Regions from separate parts of the Mus musculus genome. Here region 2 is linked to region 1. The links are chromatin contacts, called in public Hi-C maps. All regions are on one chromosome and are shown on one strand. The core of a region is the stretch at or near the end of the contact, and the rest is flanking DNA. Distances in the headings are between cores, read along the strand shown.

Region 1 (7,219 bases), core at 2,172-4,671:
AACTGAATTTAACTACATATTTATACTTAATATATCTAAAGTGTTATAGCGTAAACACAAAATCAATATAAAATTATCAGCAGTAATATCTAACCATCTTTTATTTAAATTTTTACTTTATGTGTATAAGTGTTTTGCCTACATCCATGTCTTAGTACAATGTTTGTGCCTGGTGTCTTTGGAGACCACATAGGGGCATCATATTCCCTGGGACTGGATTTAAGATGTTTGTGAGTCACCATGTAGGGGATGGAAATTGAACCCAAACCCTCTGGAGGAGTAGCCAGTGCTCTTAACCATTAAGCCATTCTCTCCAGCCCTTTTGCAAAGTTCTTTTTAAAATTAGGCTTTTGAAATTTGGTGTGCTCAGGTTTGGAGGGATGGCTCAGTGGTTAAGAGCACTGTCTGCTCTTCCAGAGGTCCTGAGTTCAATTCCCAGCAACCACATGGTGGCTCACAACCATCTGTAGTGGGATCTGATGCCCTCTTATAGCATGCAAGTGTAATGCAGATAGAGGACTCATATACAGAAAATAAATAAATAGATCTTTAGAAAGGAAGAAAGAAAGAAAGAAAGGAAGGAAGGAAGGAAGGAAGGAAGGAAGGAAGGAAGGAAGGAAGGAAGGAAGGAAGAAAGAAAGAAAGAAAGAAAGAAGGAAAGAAAGAAAGAAAGAAAGAAAGAAAGAAAGAAAGAAAGAAAGAAAGAAAGAAAGAAAGAAAGGCAGGCAATTGGTGTGCTTTTTAATACCACAAGTGAGCTTGAACATGCATCATTTGGGGTGCTCACATGCTACAGGGTACCAGGTACCTATGAGGGTCATGAGTGCAAATGTTGAGTGCTTCCTGGTCTCTCCTTGCTAACCTGCAAGGAGAGACCAGACTTGATCTCCCCAGTCTCTGGCAAGTAACCTAAAACAAAGAAAAGGAGCAGGGAGGGCCACCAACAAGGGCAACTGTCATACCACTGGGGACACTTCCAAAATATTTGCTGGTCCTATATATTGTATTTACACAAGCCCCTTTATTTCCATTCTGTAGGCAAGGAAACACAGAGAGGTTAAGTCACCTGCCCAAGGTCTCACAGCTGACAAGCAATGCGGCTGATCTTTGAGCTCTGGTCTAATGCCCACAGTCTATCCTAAGCCCTCTCCCTCCTTTCTAATGATGTGGGGATGGGTATGTATCTCAGGGCTGGAGAACTCGTCTAGCAAGCAGGAGGCTCTAGAGTCCTTCATTAGCACAACAAAAATGAAGCCAGCCAACAGCATTCATTACCCTGACCAGAGGACATGTCAGCTACCACATAGTCACTGGCTTATGTAGTGCTTGAGCAGTTCTATCAGGCACCTTCTCCTCAGTGTGACCTCAGTGAAGTTGACTGTGGTGGTTTAAAAGAGAATGGCCCCTGTAGACTTGTGTCTAAATTCTTGGTTTGTAGTTGGTGGAACTGTTTGGGAAGGATTAGGAGGTGTGGCCTAGTTGGTGGAACTGTTTGGGGAGGATTAGGAGGTGTGGCCTAGTTGGTGGAACTGTTTGGGGAGGACTAAGAAGTGTGGCCTTGTTGAAGGGGGTGTGTCATTGGGAGTGAGCTATGTGGTTTCCAAAGCCTCCTGCCATTCCCAGTGTGCTCTCTGCCTCCTGCTTGGGGCTTAAGTTGTGAGCTCTTGGCTTTTCCTCACGCCATGCCTTTGTTCTGCCATCGTGGACTCAAACCCTCTAGAACCATAAGCTAAATGAGATGCTTTCTTTTATAAGTTGCTTTGGTCATGGTGTTTTGCCTCAGCAATAGAAAATTAATACAGTAACATGGGGGTGGAGGGGGGTGTTGAAGGGTCCACCTGCCCTTTCTGGCCCTTCAGCATTCTGGAGGTTGTACTTTAGCGTATTTTGGAGATGAAGATGTGGATGAGAACGGGAAGTGATGACAAAGGTGGAGGTAGAGGTAGTGTCAGGGATGAGGCTGGTGGAGGTAGGGATGGGATGCAGAAAGAGGTGAGGATGGGTAACTTTCAGGGGGACACTTAAGGTGTGGGGGAACCACATACAGTAAGCTTAGGGGGAAGGGTTTTATGCTCAACTCTGACTGAAGGGAGGGCCCTCGACCTCTGGGGCAACAGAACTAGGAAGCAGTTCCCAAGGAAATTGAATCACCAGGCCTGTGGAGATGCTGCAGGGGACCAGGGAACAGGAACTCTCAGCAGCTGAAAGGTACTGACAGATACCAGTCCCTTTGAAGGTTGGCTGAGCCTGGAAAAGTGACAATCTGGGCTCCAGACCAGGCATTGGTGGCACAAACCTTTTATCTCAGCACACAGAGGGAGAGACAAATAGATCATTAAGAATTCAAGGCTAGCCTGGTCTACATAGGGAGACCTTGTCAAACCAGGTTGCCACTATTCTGATCACAGCTCTACCTCATGCTACATATAGGCTACATATGCTGGGTTCGGTCCCACACCTCTTTTTTGCCCATCCGGAGTATGGGAATAGCACACCCACCTGGCAGGCCAGAGGTGAGGCTGGAATCAGCAGCTCCTGGAAACTGGGCTGCCACCGATCTTTCCCTTAAGATCTCGTTCTCAGTGCTGTTCTGAAAAAGTTACACTGCAGAGTTTGCAACTTGTGGGTAATTGAAGTGTTCTGGTGTGCATTTCCGCTCTTCCAGTTCCTACCCGACTTACCATCTGTTTTGAGCCATCTTCCACTTAATTACAATTCTCTGTCTATTGTTCTCCCAAGCTCCTGGCTCGCTCAGCTTCCCTTTTCTTGCCCCCAGCATGTGTGGCTGCCTGAACGAAGCAATAGCTTATACCTGGCCTCATCTCTCTGGGCTCTAAAACACAGCGGTCCTGCGCTTGCCGGTCCCCACCAGCACACGGGCTTCTCTGCACGTTTATCTCCCTCCTTGCTGGATGCCTACAGCAGGCCCCTGGCACTGAGCTCCACACCTGGCGGGCGTCAGGAAATGCTCAGTGAACTTAATTAAACTCAACCGGGGTGAAAACCCCCTGCAGGAAGGCAAGGTCTCCAGCATCTTTTGTTTGTTGTTTGACCGCCCCCACCTGCTCCCCATCCATGCTGCGCAGAGGCCCAAGGCCAGGGAAGCCAGAACGGACTGCCTGCCCCAAGCAGAGTTCAAAGATGGTGCCTCCTACAGAGGTCGGGAAATCACAGCAAAGGAAACATCTTCAGGTTGAATTCCCAGCGTGAAGCCCCGCGGTTTCTCTAGCTTGAGTTCTGTCCTACGGCCATGTCTATTGCACGCTTCCCATTTAACCAAGGAGAGGTCAGAGGCTCGCAGTGTGGCAGTGTCCCCAAGACACAAGGATGATGGTGACTGAAGTGGGGTGTGGGGAAGGAGAGAAGGAGGGGATGGGGTGAGAAGGAGGCTGCCACCCACAGTAAGCCCAGTTCCAGGGAGAGAAGCTCTCAGCTCCGGATGACTCTTAAGTAACATGACTAGCTCTTTCCTAGCCTGTGGAGTCTAAGACGCTGTCTTGTCCAGCTAAAACACATGCTGTGCTTTCCGGCTCTTCAAAAATGATGCCACCCCCCACCCCCACCCCACCCCCGTCCTCGCGCTCTCTTAAAACGTTCAGTGGCCCCTCGTTGTTATGTTTTATAAAAAGATAATGAGAGAAGAAATATGTTTGGTGAGTGTGTAGTCTGGTGTCAGGGAGGAGGGTGCCTCTGAGGGTCCATGCTGGGGCATCCCTTTCCCCTGAGGGACCAGCCACAGGATGGTATAGAATAAAATAGAGTTTACTCAGGGCATGGGGGGTGGAGTTGGGGGGGGGAGAGCGAGGAGGAGACTAGGGAGAGGGAGAAGGGAAGAGAGGATAGAGCAGAAACAAGAGAGGATAGGGTGAGCAGCCCCTTTTATATTGAGTCAGGCACGCCCGGCTGTTGCCAAGTAACTGTGGGGTGGAGCCTAGAAAAAATGCTAACACCCACTACTCTCAGCAGAAAGGAGAAAACTCTTAGTTTGTGATGAGCTGATCAGAGGGCTTTCCAGAATTCTGGGGGAGGGGGGAGGGCGGTGCTAAAGGCAGAGGAGGGGAGAGGGAGGCCTCGATCTGCTGCAGTTACTGGTATTACGGTGTGAAGACACCCACGGGGACCTGTTTAAGTTCATAACAGTTTAACAGCTGGTTCACAAAATTCCTGAAAATGTCATAGTCGCCTGCACAGGTTGGAGCTGGCTCCAGCCCAGACAGTGAGCGCCTACAACTCACTGCCCTGGCTTACTAGATGTTGGGACAACCAAAGTACCCAGCTCGGCTGTCCCTCCCCCACTCCAGCCCTCACGCCCCGCCCCGTTGGGTCCTTGCCTGTGCTGTTTCTGCCTTCCTCTCAACTTCTGCCTCCTCGGACCACAGCCCAGTGTGGCCTCTCTGGCAATGACCCCCAGGATCTCTTCACTGGGGCAGGGTTCCTTTCTGCACTTGGATGCCTTTGGGATGTCCTTACCACTTCAATCCTCATGGCCTCTCCAGTGCTCCGTGTTTCTTTCAGTGCGTTAAAAGTCCCAGGAAGCAGGGACTCTTGTGTCTCCAGCAAGGAGCCCAATGCTCCCCATAGCCGTCAATACTGCAGCTCCACCTGGTGTAGAACTCTGAGTCCCCCCCAACTGAGTCACTATCTCCTGTCCTTCCTTCCCTTCGGAAGCTCCTCCCACCTCCATCGAAGTCGTGGCTGCTGACTCCCCTGCCCCCTTTAGCCGGTACCAGGCCCAGAACTTCACACTGGTCTGCATCGTGTCAGGAGGGAAGCCGGCGCCCATGGTAAGTGCTTGGAGGTTCCAGCCCTCAGTATGCCAAGACTCCTGCTCTCTGAACCTCCTTCAGGAACCATTTCTGTACCCAGACAGGAAGTGGCCCGCCCCATCCTGCCATCCTAGATCGGCATAGTAAGGTTGACTTCCAGGAGTACCCAGGACCCAATATGCCCCTCCTAGATACTGAGGAGAATGGGGAACAAAGAACAGGATCCAGAGATGGGGAGGCGACTTCACCATAGTCTCCTGGTGTTTTCCACAGAAAAGGGACCCAAGTTCGTTTTCTCATGCTTCGAGCACGCTGTTCCTCCTGGGCCTCCATGGGCCTCACAGGAAATCACCCCAGAAGGAAGAGAGGAAAGGGGGAGAGAAGGGGGCAGGAGGAAAGACAGAGGGGAGGGGTGGGCCCCCAGAGCACCTGGTCTGAGCTCTGCTTCTGGCCACACCAATCCCCAGGACTGACCCTGACCAGGCACCCCCTCCCCTTCTTGGTTTTGCTACGAGGCCAAGGAGTTGGACACTATCAATGTTTCAGAAGCCATGGGGCCCATTTGACCTAACAATTACTCAACGAAAGCTCATGTGTCTAACTTCTAACAGGGGAGGCATGGATCCCTCAATTTTCCTGGAAACACCCCTGTGCACCCATATCAGAGCCTTTGAGCTACATTTGGGGGTGATTCTAGTGTGGGCATCTTAGAATAATATTCTAGTCTTCTACCCATTGAGTTTCACACATTGCTCAGATTTAGCAAGATAGCGACGGGGCGGGGGGGGGCGGGTACAGCTGGGGCAATGAGGACCTGCAGTTAGAATTCAGATGGACAGGTAAGTGGCCCTCCACCTTCCCAATGTGACTGTTTCTCATGTGTGGGCCAGCAGTGGGAGCTGAGGGACTGAGCCTGCAGCCCCAGAATCAACTGTTCAGGCAGAGGCATGGACAGGTATAGAGATACCCCTTGGTAGGGTGCAGGAGCAAGAGGGAGCACAGAGACCTGCGGGCCTGGGATGAGGGTTCGGGGCACAGAGGTCAGCAGTATGTCGTGGTCAGGGGTCAGGGATGCAGAGACGTAGGGGTCTGGGGTAAGGATCTAGGGCAGAGGGGTTAGGGGTTTGAGACCTGAAAGTCAAGGGTCAGAGGGGTACAAAGGCATAGGGTTACAGCCAGGAGGTCACCAGTGAGGCATAGAAGCCACCGATGCTGAATCAAGGCTCACAGGCTCCCCCTCAGAATCCCTCAGAATGTCCAGCCTCCAGCCAAATCATCGAAGCTGGGGGAAAGGAAGACATGAGGGGAGGGTTTCCTGGCCCTGGGGCTACAGGAGAGCACCCCTTTCTCATCTCACCACCAGGCTGCCACTTCAGACACAGTTATTAAAAAACTGCGTCCCCACTTGGTCCCTCCTCTCTCCTCTCCTCTCTTCGCCCCAGTTGTCTATATGAAAGATTCTTATTCCCTGACAGTCCGGGCATCTTGTGTCTGTCTGGAGCGTCAGAACTTGAAAGCAGTTCTTTGATATAAATTACAAACCTGCTTTTGAAGCACTTTTCAAAAAAAAGAAAGAAAGAAAAGAAAAGAAACGCAAAGAAAGGGGAAGGGAAAAAAAACCGCAAAAGCCCCAAAGCAAACCATTATGTGCCAAGGTTTCTTCTGCAGAGTTTTAAACTCTTGACAGGTCCTCCACACACACATATCACCCCCCTCCCACCCACCCCACCTACTCCCCAGTCTCTCCCCCCCCAGTCTCCCCCTCCGCTTATACCCACCGAGTCCCTGAGCACGCAGCTTCCTGCTCTTCTCTCTCCCCGTCTCCTATCGATTTATTTATCTGATTTATTAAAAAAAAATACACCCAATCCCCACAGGCTTCCGGGCGCATGTACCAAAATAAGAAGACAGCAAATTAAATTAAATGCCGCCTCTCAAAACTTGAATTCCCTATTAGCAGAGAAAGGGAGAAGACATCTTCTTTCGCCCTCATTCCCTGCACCTAGCTCCCTCCCACACACGCACCTGTTTTCTGCCTCGCAGCTCGGAATTACCAAATTGTGTGAGCAGGCAGGACACAACACACACACACGGGGGGGGGGGGGGACACAAAACCGCGCACCTGCGCATGCGCACATGCTCAGGCACACACACACACACTTCTCCCTTCCTCTTCTCACGTCTCATTTTGCCCCCAGTATCCCTTTTGCTCCTCATTCACATCCCCGCCCCCGCCTGAGCAGCAATGAACCATACTAGCGCCCAGATGATAGTTAAGTGGCCTCTAAAACCAAACTCCCTCTGCGACTTCATTTAAGCCCCAATTGCTCCCTGGAGTCAGTCGTCTTATATCTCTTTCAAGTGGAGAAACTGAGGCTACAAGTCCCCCCAGCTTGCCGATGATGGTGTTGTTGGGCTGAACCATCTCTCTCAAGACCTGTTTGTATTCCCAC
Region 2 (7,219 bases), core at 3,456-5,955, 510 kb before region 1:
CTTAGGGAGGCTGTTGTCCCAACAGTTGATGACCTCTTCATGACCCCAGAGTTGTAGGCTCCCTGAAGGTTGGCATCTTCGGACAGAGCTAGCATTGGTCTGTGACAGCACACTGGGACTCAGAGTGGCCTTGTTAGAGTAGGCGTGGCCTTATTGAAGTAGGTGTGGCCTTGTTAGAGCAGGCGAGGTCTTGTTGGAGTAAGTGTGTCCCTGTAGGTGTGGCCGTATTGAGGGGTGTGTGGCCATGTTGGAGGGGTGTGGCCTTGTGTTCTTGTAGATTTAGTGTGAAGAACTTGGTTATTGGAGCCTAGAAGCCCCAAGTCCCCATGTGGGTCCTGCCTCATGCCAGTCAGGACCTAGTTTTGCTTCCTAGTCCCTCAGTGTCACCTCTATGGTGATGAGCACTTTATCCACATTTTATTACTGTGAATGCTGGCCAGGTTTTTTGTTTTTGTTTTTAGGGGGGATCATAGGTTTAGGGGTACATTCCACCATGGAAGGAAAGGAAGGCGTGAAGGCAGGGCCTTGAGGCAGCCGGTCACATCACATCTGCAGCCAGGAAGCATAGAGAGGTGGATGCTGGAGCTCAGCTCACTGTCTCCTTTCTGTTCAGCCCAGGACCCCAGCCTAGGGGATGGTGCCGCCCACGTTCAGGGTGGGCCTTCCCTCCTCAGTTAACCCAGGCTAGAAACTCCCTCACAGATTTGTCTCCATGGTGATTTAAGAGACTGTTAAGTTGCACTCGGTGTTAACCATCACACCTTGGTGCTTCCTGATACAGGGGCACACACACACACACACACACACACACACACACACACACACACGTGTCACACTGGCTGCTGTGGTCTGGTGTATAAGAAAGGAAGGCTTCTTAGTAGGCAGAATTTCTGGGGCTGATATTAGTTTCTTTCTGCCCCTTCCTCTCATTCATTCATGAAAATATTAAAATTTTTTTATGTATATTAGTATTTGTCTGCGTGAAATGTCTGTTCATGTTTGTGCCTTGTTTGGATCCCTTGGGCCTGGAGTTATAGACAGTTGTGAGCCATCTGTGGGTCCTGAGAATCAAACCTGGGTCCTCTGGAAGAGCAGCCAGGGCTCTCAGACTCTGAGCCATCTCTCCAGTCCCCTTGCCATTCATTCTTTGAGCCTGTGTGTTCTGAACTCTTAGTCTATGCCGGACGCTGCTGCAGGGTTAGTGGTGTATGTCGTAACCCAGACCCCGGCTCACAGCTTACGACCGAAGGACCTGTGGTGACAAGTCACAACTGTGTCTGTAGCTGACACTGATTCAGACGGGCATACAGACACCAAGGGAAACAGGACAGGCTTCGGTGACATTCAGAGGGGCTGTCATAGCCAGAGTGGTCGGGAAGGGCGTCTCAGAGGAGGCTGCCTTTGAGCAGAGCCTCCCCATCAAATGAGAAAGCACTGTCTGCTGGTGTGGATCTGCCCGTACCAGCAACTGTTAAGTCCAAAGCCACAGCGTCTGACTCAGTTCTTGGACACAGGAACCTTTGCTTAGCCTTCTCCAAAGGCTCCCATTCCACTCAGTGGACAGGTCTCACCTGGTCCAGTCCCGGCCTGGAACTCGCTGTGGAGCTGAGGGTGACCTTGAACTTCTGATGCTCCTGCCTCCACTTCTGAGGGCTGGACTATGGGTGTGTGCACCACACCTGATTCGTTCCATGCTGGGGATAGAACCCAGGAACTCTTGCATGCTAGGCAAATGCTCCATAGATGGAGCCACAACATACATCTAGATCTAGCCTTAAATCTCATCCCCACCCCGCTCACGGCTAGACCAGATGGCCATTGAGCCCCTAAGGTCTGTCTGTCTATACCTGCTGTCACCGGGGTTACAGGTACTCACTATCACAGGGGTGCTGAAGATTTGAACTCAGCCCCTCATGCTTGCACAGTGAGCGCTTTACCTACTGACCGTCTCCCCAGCCCACTCACCCTTTCACTGGCAAAGGAATTGAGACTCAGGGGGTTGGAATGTCTGCACAGGTTGATCCATGGTAGGGTCAGGCTGGGACTCTGCCCTTGGGTTTCCCAGATCCTCTGCCCGTGGTCCATAGACCAGTTCATAGCCCGATGCTCAGCTTCATTTCCGACCAAGCAGCATGTGGGGTGGGGGACTGATCAGAGCAATGAGGTCACTGTGGGACCTAGCCTGCTGGGGTCTGCGATGACTCCCAGGGCTGAGGGCCAGTCGCTATTGCTAGGGCTCACACCCTGACTAGTTTCATATACCCATTTCCTCTTGCTGCAGGGGAGGAGAACCAGCCAGGATGGCTGTGTCCCGATGAGGACAAGAAAAGCAAAGCCCCGTTCTGGTGCCCCATCCTGGCCTGCTGCGTCCCCGCTTTCTCCTCCCGGACCCTCAGTCTGCAGGTGAGTGGACCCGGCGTGTGGTAGCTGTGGAGGCCCTGCCTAGCCTGGGAGAACCAGTGTCTAGGTAGAGTTGTCACAGCTGGAAAGGCATGCCCAGTGTCTCAGTCCAGCTTAGAGACCCAGGGGGCCAAGCCATTTGTTCTTGTTCTGTGAGCTAGCTTTTCCGCGGAACGAACGAGGTCTGTGTGAGAATGACCAGCATGGGTCACGGGGTGGAAAATTCCATTATTTTGTGATAGTGGATACTAGCAACCTCATCTGTTGAAGTCTTGACTTTGGACTGTGCCCGACGCCACCAGGCCAAAGGGCTGCTTTGGTGGGACTGCCCTCATCCTGGCATGCTCTGTGACACTCATACCCTCTTACTTGCCCACTGCATTCTTTTCGTGTTAGCTTTACTTCTTATAATAGTGGTTAGAACGGCATTTCACAGGAGACGAAGGCCCAGCCAAAATGACAGTCAGTAAGGGGTTGGTTTCACCTGATGACAGTCTCCATGGTATTAACCACCAGGAAGCTCGCCCCCACAGCCGTCACTTGTCCCTTATGTCCTGGCAGAGCCCGCCCCTCCATCTGGAGCAACCGTTGTCTATCCTCTCCCAAGCAGATGAGGACCCTGAGCTCTGGGACGGGCGAGCGAGCGTGGGACCCAGCACAGATAAATAGTCGCAGGAGCCGTGCGGGCTGGGCTGTAGACTGGGGCGCTAAGAGCTGACAGAGCACCTTGGCGATGTAAGTTCATCGTTCATTCCTCCATTCATCTGTCTGTTCACGGGTCATCCCTGAGCACCTATTGAATGCTAGAACTGGGTGTGCAGTGGTGACCGGGACGTACGAGGTCCCCGCCTCATGCGGCCTTCAGTCTAGTGGACAAAGACAGGCAGGACCTCAGCACGCAGAAGGGAATCGAGGGGAATATAGAGAAGAGACACAGTAGGCATGGGGGAAATGGGGGCTATACAGTTAGCAAGTTCAGGGAGGCCCCTGAGGAGGTGGCATTAAACAGAGATCCATATAGCAAGAATGACACACACCCCAGAGGGCCCTGGGGACCCACATTCTAAGTGACCAAATCAATATGGAGCAGACAAATCAAAAAGGGAAGGCAGGGAATAGGATTGAGCTTGGCTTAATTGTCTCTTAAAGGAGCCATCTTCTAGTGCTGTGACAGTGGCTGTTACATTGCAATGTGAGTTCTGGAGGGGACACTGAGACTCTTGGCTCTGGGTGATGAGGCTAGGCCCTGGGCGAGGGAGACCGCGAGAATCTTGTAGTGTTTCATTCCCAGAGTCCCTATGGATCCAAGGCAGGCAGTGGTGTCATCTAGAACTTGATTTGAACCCGTGGAGGGGGGCTTTGTGCATAGAAGAGGAGGCCTGGAGTCCAGTGCAGGGGCCCTGCCAGAGGCTGGCCCAGCCTGGGCCCTGGAGGCCAGGGCTGGGAGCAGGGAAAATTGAGAAAGGCTGTTTCTCCTGCTGCCGATCGAGCCCCACCCAATCAGGATAAAGAATAAAGCCTCGGAATACCTAAAATTTATCTAATTCTTTGAGATTTGATCACTTTTATTTTCTGTGTCTGGGCATTTGGCTGGCATGCTCTGTGTGTGTGTACCACATGCATGCAGTACCCACAGAGACCGGAAGAGGGCATCAGATCCAGCTGGAGCTGGAGTTACAGATGGTTGTGAGATGCTGTGTGGGTGCTTGGAACTGAACCCAGTTCTTCTGCAAGAGCAGTCAGTGTTCTTAACGGATCTGCTGAGCCATCTCTCCACTCTCCCATGTAATCGTTCAAAGGAAAGTTATCCTGAAGAGTATGGGCTGCCTGGGCCTTTTTAAAGGGAAATAATGAAAGAGTGGGGGTTACCTGTGTGCCTTGGAGTGGAAGCCAGTGTCTGTGGAGGGGAGATTGTCTGGGTCGATCTTGCATTGTTTAGCCAAGGGTGACCCTGGGGTGTGGCCTCTGCAGGTACACAGGCCACACCCAAGTGAACTGTCATAGGTCAGAGAGAGATGGCGGAGTCCCCTAGCAGACTTCTGTCTCATCTGCCGTCCAGAACGTGGGAGGATGAGTGAGGGCCCGTGTATCTCCTCACTTGGAGCTAGAGGGCTCCAGAACACGTGGACTGGCAGAGGAGCCCCACATCAGCTGAGAGAGACAGGCATGAATATCTATGGGTAATGGGCCTGAAGGAAGGGGCTCCTGGGGGAGCCGCCAGAGCCTGTCTTGCCGTATTTCCTGGGCTGTTCTAGCTCAGCCCTGCCCGCCTCCTACCTAGCCCAGACAGCTGTGCCCCATCAAGCGCTGCGCTGGCAGCCGGATGAATTAGAGCGGAGACTGCCAGCCTTGTCCAATTACTGAGGGAACAGATGTGTATGCAGGCGGCTGCCCAAGCTTCTCTTCCACTCACTCGGGCTCTCAGGTGGCCACAGGAGTGGGCAGCCAGCCCATTTCTTCCCCCTGAGGAGGCTCGAGTTGGGCAAGGGAGTTGCTGGCCTCGCTTCTTTCCTGGGCAGACAAGACCTTGGCCTGTAAGTGCTCGGTGAAGTGTGTGTTGAATTCTGCTTTTCCTGGGGTTGAGAGTAATGCTGTCTTCAGAGCGGACAGCTGTGTTCATGCTGGGCTGTGCCAGACCCCCGTCTCGGAGGAGCTGGCCATTGGAAAAGGGCGAAGACTGGGAGCCTTCCTGCTGGAGTTGTTTCCTGGCCTGGAATGCCCCAGTCGTGTGACACTGGAAAGCATTGTAGTTCATAGTGTAGCAACACGTCTTTAGTACCAACCAGAGAGACAGTTGTGCCCCCCTTACTGGGTCACAGTGAGGATTAAATTGTATGGTTAAAGGTCTGGAGAGATGGCCTAGTGGTAACTGCTTCCCACACTAACAAGAACTTGATCCTTGCACTCATATAAAAGAGATCGGTGTGTACTGCTAACCTGTAGCAATCCCAGTGGTGGGGGAAAGAGACAGGTGGGGCTCCAGGCTCAGTGAGAGACCCTGTCTCAAAAAAGAAGGTGGACGTTAGTTGAGAAAGATACCCAGTGTTGACAGTGTTGACTGTTGACAGTGTTGACAGTGTTGACCTCTGACCTTCAGACACTTGTGTGCACACATATGCATGTGCATATGTGTGCACCCCTGATGCAGTTGTGTCCGATGCACTCAAGGTTCAAGGAAGAGAGGTGAACATCCCAGCAGGTCCCCTGGGGGTTCCCACAGGCTGTGGACCGCTGGAGTGTCTGAGGGTTCTTTTTGGGCTCTTGACTCCATTCCAAAGTAGGGGCAGTGGGAGGTCAGGGGAGGACATGCCACAAACCAGGCTTGTCTGAAGGCCACAGGTTTGGGAGGGTAGAGTGTGTCCATTTTGAAATGCTTTAAGTTTTAAAAATTACATTATTTATTTATTTATTTACTTGGGGGGGGCTTTCCATGGTGCGCATTTGGGTATCCATTTTCTTCTCCCCTGCCCCCATGTGGGCTTAGGGCATTGAACTCAGGTCTTTGGGCTTGGCGGCAAGCCCCTTTACCTGCCAAGCCATCTCTCAGGCTCTCTGAGATGCTTGAGGCTTGAGTGCCTTGTAGCCTGGCCCCACAGAGGGCATATAGCCAGACAACTTAGTCCTCAGATTCCCAGGTCGAGAGCCTCTGTTCTGATGGTCACCAGCCTACATTAGCCAGAACTGGTAATAGTTTGTTTTCTCTGGCTATAACAAAATACTTGAGGTTAGACACTGTAAAAAGGAAAAAGGTTTATTTGCCTCACTGTTTTGGAAGCTGGACAACTCATGTTCAGACAGCCCCAGACCTTTCCCCGGTAAGGTCTCAGGGCCATAGCATTATGATAGGATCACATGTGGAGGCCAGTGTTTGGTGAGACTAGAAGGCAGGGTTCATGGTCAGGCTGGTTCATTAGGTGACAGCTTACTCTCAAGGGAATGAACTGGGGTCCCATGAGAACTGCATTCATCTCTTCTTGGGATGATGTTCCCAGCATCTAATCACCTCCCTCTATGTCCTGCCTCTTAAAGGTCTTGCCCCTTTGCCCTGCTACCCTGAGGACCAGGCTCCTAGCACACTGGCCTATGGAGAACCCATTCAAGCTGTATCCGCTGACCTGCTGGCTGTGTAGTCACTCAGCTGTGGTTCATGCCAAGGGCTGAAGAATTCTATGCAGGCCCTGAGAGCCTCAGGGATGCTGGGTGCCAGGCATCCGGGCCTGTGCTCCACATTGTTTAGCTGACTTCTTCAGGCCCTAAGAGCATCCCAGCCAGATGTCAGGTCCCCACTTACATACAGGGAGCTGGTGTATGGTGTAGGGTTGGAGCCGAGGCTAGCTCCATGCAAAGCCTGCCTCCTTTCTCCAGCTAGTACCCTGCCTCTCTCGTGCGCCTGGCTTCCTAGAAGTCGGCTTCCTGTCACAAGCAAGCCTGAGGTCTGGACAAGTGTCCCTTAAGGAAGTCCATGGTTGTCACCACCATCTCAGACCCATTTCTGCCACTCACCTGGCCCACGGGAATTGCCATGGTGATGCCTGTGTCTGGGCTATGATGTCATTGTCAGCCAGCACAGACATGGACGCAGAGGTTCTGGCTGCTTCTTGATCAGTGTGGGACACTGTAGTACTGAGGCCACTGTCCTGGGACTTCCAGGTAGAGAGAGTTCTAGTCCTGCCTCTGCCCATAACATGCTGTGTGTCCTCAAGCCATCCCTGTCCCCTCTCTGAGCTTCAGTCTGACCGCTACATGAGGAGGGTGTCTGAGGTAACGTCTGGCTCTCTCGCCCAGGATGGTTAGAAATTTTGGTTAGAGTGTCCCAGCA

Evidence for each region. Hi-C and Micro-C count contacts between places; a contact is called where the count stands out from the background.
Region 2: a Hi-C map of the N1E-115 cell line shows a contact between it and region 1, with 5 times the contacts expected there. The contact joins two enhancer-like sites. A contact is called at or near these places in 1 of 15 datasets of contacts at CTCF or cohesin (stem cell-derived epiblast-like cells), 23 of 484 Hi-C or Micro-C datasets (the N1E-115 cell line, brain, cerebellar granule neurons and 9 more), 2 of 115 datasets of contacts at active chromatin or transcription factors (differentiating embryonic stem cells and embryonic basal ganglia) and 1 of 9 other capture datasets (embryonic stem cells).

The regions. Positions count from the first base shown.
Region 1 is chr4:140,034,988-140,042,206 of GRCm38.p6, reverse strand. It overlaps Igsf21 (immunoglobulin superfamily, member 21), which reads left to right. Exons shown (of 10, transcript NM_198610.2): 5 at 4,669-4,784. Among named protein-coding and RNA genes, the nearest start is that of Gm52685, 32 kb to the left of the region's middle. Within about 2 kb of position 3,421, at least 38 of the 459 cell types and tissues checked have an H3K27ac peak or open chromatin away from gene starts, as enhancers often do. A contact at or near this core is called in the N1E-115 cell line and cerebral cortex, where this site is marked.
Region 2 is chr4:140,547,712-140,554,930 of GRCm38.p6, reverse strand. It overlaps Arhgef10l (Rho guanine nucleotide exchange factor (GEF) 10-like), which reads left to right. Exons shown (of 29, transcript NM_001290803.1): 22 at 2,282-2,403. Among named protein-coding and RNA genes, the nearest start is that of Gm42335, 54 kb to the left of the region's middle. Within about 2 kb of position 4,705, at least 19 of the 459 cell types and tissues checked have an H3K27ac peak or open chromatin away from gene starts, as enhancers often do. A contact at or near this core is called in the N1E-115 cell line and cerebral cortex, where this site is marked.